Linked DNA regions of Sorghum bicolor: region 1 is linked to region 2. A link is a contact called in public HiCAR-type data. All regions are on one chromosome and are shown on one strand. The core of a region is the stretch at or near the end of the contact, and the rest is flanking DNA. Distances in the headings are between cores, read along the strand shown. Region 1 holds the start of LOC110435376 (protein NRT1/ PTR FAMILY 4.5-like). Region 2 holds the start of LOC8071812 (ATP-dependent (S)-NAD(P)H-hydrate dehydratase).

What was found. HiCAR-type assays count read pairs that join an accessible place to other places.
Region 1: a HiCAR-type map of leaf shows a contact between it and region 2, with 10 times the contacts expected there. The contact joins the promoter of LOC110435376 here to the promoter of LOC8071812 in region 2. A contact is called at or near these places in 1 of 4 Hi-C or Micro-C datasets (leaf) and 1 of 1 datasets of contacts at active chromatin or transcription factors (leaf).

Annotation. Positions count from the first base shown.
Region 1 is chr5:20,302,982-20,306,173 of Sorghum_bicolor_NCBIv3, reverse strand. It overlaps LOC110435376 (protein NRT1/ PTR FAMILY 4.5-like), which reads right to left and starts at 1,506. Exons shown (of 5, transcript XM_021460872.1): 1 at 978-1,506; 2 at 352-569. The coding sequence starts at 1,068.
Region 2 is chr5:20,092,046-20,095,081 of Sorghum_bicolor_NCBIv3, reverse strand. LOC8071812 (ATP-dependent (S)-NAD(P)H-hydrate dehydratase) reads left to right here and starts at 1,751. Exons shown (of 13, transcript XR_002453432.1): 1 at 1,751-2,124.

The DNA of each region.
Region 1 (3,192 bases), core at 257-2,756, 210 kb before region 2:
CAAGCCTGTGACATGACATGTGCAAGAGCATGTTTGTAGACTGGATCGGATCTGAGTGCATGAGCACGTTTTGTACCACTCTTCTTGTTTTTCGTTCAATCTGACAATTATTACAAGAGCTAGTGACGATCAAACAAAGATGAAAATGACAAGACTATGTCTCCACTACACAATAACACAACTAGTTGACATGATCACATGACAAACAAACTTTTGAGCATATATAGAACAAGACTTTGTACAAGAGTATTATTTTTTTCCTGAACAAGTAATACCTTAGAAGGATCAATTAAAAATAGAGGCATCTTCTCGGAAAAAGAAAAAAACATGGAGTAACAGCTTAGACCATACCAGTATTTCGATTGGGCCAAAGATGAGGACAGTGTAGAAGCGCTTGACGTAGGAGTCAGCAAGGAAGGCTGCTGGGATGGAGAACATCTGCAGCGCGGCAAAGAAGTTGCTCGCTATCGTTGAGGCCTTCGCCACATCCATGTGCATCTCCTCCCGCAGGTAGCTTACAAGATTCAGTATGTTGGCAATGTTGGCTGCGTTGCTGAGCAGCACCAGCGCTGCAGGGGAAGACGAACAAGTAAAAACTGTGAGCATGCATGAGGAACGGAACGTTTGATAGAGAAACCGATTGCTAAGATCAAGTATATATGGGGATGTCAGTCCAGTGAAACAAAATAGGTCACGTCTGTCTGAATTATTGGAGAAAACAGGGGGGGAAAAACAGAAGTAGGTAAGATGAGCAACCTAGCTAAAGAAGACATTACAATAAGCTATCAAAACCAGATGTGTGGTGTCGTGTGTCCATACTTTTAGATTATTAGAAAGCAGATTCTGGAACACTCTGAAAAGGGAACTTTCTGTCATCGACAATCAATGGACTCAACACATTATGAGCAAGGGTCTGAGAGCGCTCAAAAGAAACAGAAGTGTGGACTATGGAGGCTATGCTAGTACTACTGGCCTACCATGAATGAAGATTGAAGCTCTCACTCCTCCGTGCTTCTTGGGGTTCACCGGCCGTCCTCTCCAGTCCACAAGGCCTGATGAACCGCCCATCTCTCTCTCTCTCTCTCTCTCTCTCTCTCTCTCTGCGTGCGTGCGTGCTGTGTGTGTTTTTTCAAATTTTACAGATTAGCTCTGCAATCTAAGCTTTTTTGTTGGCTCAAGCCTCGTGCTATGTGTAGCGGAGCGGCGGATCTCTCGGCAGATCGATGAAGGAAACAGGTCTGAAAGGAGCCTTAACAAAAGGAAGCCAGTGTCCACTGTCCAGCGAGGAAGAAACCATCCTGGCGAATGATGTCCAACACTACATGGACAGTGAAACGACACCAACAAAGACAAAGATCGTGTCTTGATGAATAATATTTAATCTGTGCTTGTTGAAGAATACTCATACGTCTCCATCCTATAAAACTGTGGATTACAACACATTTGTTGACTGGGATCCTGAAATTCTCTTTTGTAGACTCAGCCATGGATTAGGGAAAAAAGTATATGCAAATGTCATTACCTCGGGTCCCAACCTTTGAATTATGAGCTTTATTACAGTGGTTGGTGCTGGGAAGCCGGTATTTCTCTAGGTATTTTTGTATGTAAATAGCTGGTGTTGATTTTAAAAGGCAATCGTTGAAATAAAAGTTATTTTGTTAAGGGCATAATTATAATTGCATTTATCTCCAACAGTAATTGTTCAACCCAATATATATACCCTCCTCTTGAGATTATCTCTTACTCCCCCGTTCCAATTTATAAGTCATTCTAAGAATCTTGGAGAGTCAAATCATTTTCAAGTTTGACCAAAAATATAAAGAGAAATATAAAGATTTATGTTATAAAATAGGTACACTATAAAAATATAACTAACAAAGAATCTAATGATACTTGGTTGGTACCAAAAATCTTATTATTTTGCTATATAAATTTGGTCGAACTTGAAAAACTTTGAATCTCCAAGATTCTTGAAATGACTTATAATTTGGAACGGAGGGAGTATTTAAGAGCACCTGTCCAAGCTACGTCTCACCGATGCCAAGTTATCCATCCTGTTCCATCATCCCTGGCCCACACCAACGCCAGCTTGGCAACCCAGTGATATTTGCTCGTTGTTGTGTCCCCCATCTCGTACTATCGTGTTCTTACGGCTTTTAGCCAAAACTCCCAAAGAGGTCTCCCTGCTACTACCCATTTAAGTTTGGGAGGTCAGGTTTCCATCTTCTAGTGGGGCATCTGCTCGGGGTATCGTTTTGAGGGCAGTCATCCCTCCAACCCATTGCCCTCCACGAGCATTGAGGGCAATTGAGGTAGACTAGATCTTGGGTTTGCTCGGTGCTAGAGGTGGCTAGAGGTGGCTCGCTCGACTATGGGAGGAAGTTTTTCTGCAAACTTATGGGGTATCTAGCCGAATTGATCATTGCACCCAGCAAGAAACTAGTCAATCACTACTATAGAAAGTTTATGACCACCGGTTCCAAACCCTCCTTGACTGATAGTTTTGGCCGTCGTTGGTGATAGCCCGATGATCACCGCCAGTTCCGAAGTCGGTGGTGATATTGTTCATCACCACCGGATTAGCAGACAATACGGCGGTGTTGTCAGTTACCTTCACTGCCGTGTCAGAGCTTGATCCGACAACAACTGGTCATGTACCACCATCGGTGTTGCGAACTATCTGGTGGTGATGATGGAGACAACAATGTCGGTTGGACAAACCATCCTGCAGCGATGAACGAGACATCAATGTCGGTTCGGGTTATAATCTGGTTTTGCTGTAGGTACCAGCACAGCCGGTTGCCGTTTGATCCAGTGGTGTTGATCAATGGTGGTATCAATGTTAGTCTAGCGTACTATGTAGCGGTGAAGTCCTATCCTTCACCATCGTAGTTGTGTTTGACCCGGCGGTCTTGTATTGTCCATCGCCGTTGTTGCTTTGTTTTTTAGTGGTGTTGTCACTATCACCATTGTCGGTTGATTCCATATCACCAACGATTTGGACAAGCCCATAGTAATATTGCATTTTCATAATACAATTGTAATAAAAAACAAATATTATTTTGATCACACCAGACCTGGGTCGTATACATATACACAATGTATGAACATATACATCACTATTAAGATACGGTTCCATAAAACAAATCCATCCATAATAATGGCACATCATTCCATAACACAGATAGAAAG
Region 2 (3,036 bases), core at 502-3,001:
CAACAATAAAAAATTGAATGTGAGTAGGGCAATATGTAGCATTGCATTTCTTTCGGCAAAAGTCCGTTTACTCATTGGACAGAATGGATTTGGCTTTGGCCAAACTAGCGACGAGAAATTAGGATATTTGGGACTTTAAACATCACGCTTCATAGTTTTGGCATTTGTAACGTGGACCTTGCAAAAATAGGTCCCAAAATATTGGACACTTGATTTCCATGCCATTGTGTGTATTTTCTCTCTTTTCTAATATTATAGTTGTATTTAGCACCTGAAAGGATGATATTGCCCTTCTGTCAATTTACATCTACATGGATACGAGCCCTATGACGTTTCATTTGCAGGCTGACGTTTGGTGTGCCGCCGCTCAGCGCCTGGCAGAGCCAAGATTTACACATAAGGCCGGGGGGAGGGGTTGGAACCGATATACGAAATATATACGCAGTCAAAACTTAACAACCAAATGAATGTGTTATGTTATAATACAAAAGAAAACTAAAAACTAGAAAAAGAATACAAAAATATTTTAGAGAAAAAAAAGAACAAAGTTAATTAGCCCTAGGTCTCTAACCTCATATGATGATCAATCCAATTCTTGGGCTAGAAAAAAATCACAATAATAAAAAAAATACTAATCCCAAATAATGAAATAATATAGGTGTTAATGGAGATCAATTTAAAAAGAGAGTAAACAAAAAAGCATTAACTATTTTTAACTAGCTAATTAGAGTGCTATTATGGGAACAAAAGAAATGAAAAAAATAGCAGAAAGACTACTATTATGGAAGAAGACAGCGTGTTTAGTTGGAGGGGTTAAAGTTTAACTGGTATCGTAGTATTTTTATTTTATTTAGCAATTAGTGTCCAATCGTAAACTAATTAGTCTCAAAAAATTCGTCTCGCAAATTACTCTCTCGCTATATTTTTAGTTTCGTAAATATTTTATATTTAGAAGTCTACGTACGTGTCTAAACATTTAATATGATGAGAGTCAAAGTTTAACAAAGGCAACCAAACAGGATCTAAAAATACAAATAGCATCATTATCTAGTTTATTAAAGTATCACTTATCCAATAAATATATGGTAATATTTTTTAGAATACATTTCTCAGTATAAATAATGAGTATGAAAATGTTATGATGGCCAGCCACCAAACGGCCGGGCATCAGCGCCAGCCAGCTTAGACGGCGACGGCCACGAAGCTAGCCGGAGCCAACCCAGGACAAGATTAGAATGAAGACCTACACACAAGAATATAGCATCTGTATCCATTTTACTCATTTCCATTTTTGTACAAGATAAGTCGCTTAGAGAACCTAGCTGCGGACAGCTTAGCTAGACAAGCTCTTTCAGTCATCCTTGGTTGAATGCTTCTATAAAGCTCACTTATCTCAGTGCCGATGCATAGCAGCTTCGTGCCGCTAAGATGAATGAAATGCTATTTGTCAAAAAAAAAAAAAAAAAAAAAAAACAGACGGCGGCGCCCATGAACGTGAGTACGTAGGTAACGGGTAACCCGCAAACGAACAGAATGGAGCAAATTTAACAAGGACAAAGGTGTCCTTTCAAGTGCTAAATATAATTAGAGATTATAAAAGAGAAAAGTACAGAAATTGATATGAAAATCAAGTGACAAAGGAGTTCTATTTTTACGAAATCAATATTACAAATGATAATAAAACTACGGAACGCGAGATATCCAAATTTCTCGTCCCAGCGGAGCTCCAAAATACTGACCACTCTCCACTGTCCACCGCGCCAGCGGTTTCTAGAATCCACTGCCTTCGATTCCCACGGCAGGAAAGCCTGATGAGCCGGCCCACCGGCGCGTGCCCTCACGCGTGGCGACACCAGCAGCAGCCGCTCCGGGGGCGCATGTGGGCCGCCTCCCCGGCATTCCGCAGGCAGCTCGTCCTGCTCCGCTCCCTCCTCCCTTCCCCGCCTGCCCCCTCCTCCGTCGCCGGCTTTCCCCCATCCTGCCCCTCGTGCTCCAGCTTCCTCCGGGTCCGGACCAACCACGCGATGGCGGCGTCCGCCGGGACGGTGTACGAGGCGGACGCGGAGGCCGTCGTGCGCCGGATCACGCCGCCACTCGACCGCGCCAGGCACAAGGGCCAGGCAGGTCGGTACCGCCGCCCGCCCATCTTGGTCTGCTCACGCGCTCTGCTTTGTGTCCGAGTGTGTTTCTTGCGGTCGGGCTGCTGATGCGCGCAGCGTGTTTGATGGAATTCCCTGGTGCTCAGTGGAGCGCTCTGGGATGCTGGGTTCAGTCGACAGGCTATTGGTGGTTGTTTCGGGGACGGTGGTTCATTGTTCTCCCATGTTGTAAACAACACTAGGGGTGACACTCATCCGAGCTCGCTGTACAATTTTAGGTTTGGATTCTGTTCAATTCGAGTTCTGTAGGCCCAAGTGTCAGAACCCTTCTCTGGAGCTAAGGAGTTCATTCTCTCTGCCACTGAAACAAATTCAGGGGCATTGGTTAGTGTTGAAATAGAAGTCCTTGTTCGGTATGTGGGAATGTGACAGAAGTTCATGATGGATATTAAGTGTCTGTTTGGTAGAGCTCTATCTGATTCTGATTCTTTATGGAAACTGATTCTCTAAGAGAAGTAATTCTGTGGCTCTCTTTGATTCTTTAGCATAAAATCACTTTACAGAAGTAGGAGAAGCTACTTTTTCTAGCTCTCAAACTCTTAGTTCATTGCAGAGAATCAGTTCACGGAATCATCGGAGAATCACTTCTCTCTAAAAAACTGTTTGGCAGAGCTCCAGCTGGATTCAGCAGAGAATCAGCTCTAGGAGCTCTGCCAAACAGGCCCTAAGTGGGTTCAGTTTAACCACAGTGTTCACCGGCCATTAAGGTCCCAGGGTGGGCTTGCTTGTTGTGATGTAATCAGCCGTAGAGAAGTCATAATAATGCACATGCTCAGGGTCGGGAAACCTGTGGCAGCTTCTTACTGGGTATAGTGTTGTCGCATATAGAAGTAATTTTAAGCTAGAGCTATTAGTGTACAAAACATGAGGATATTTA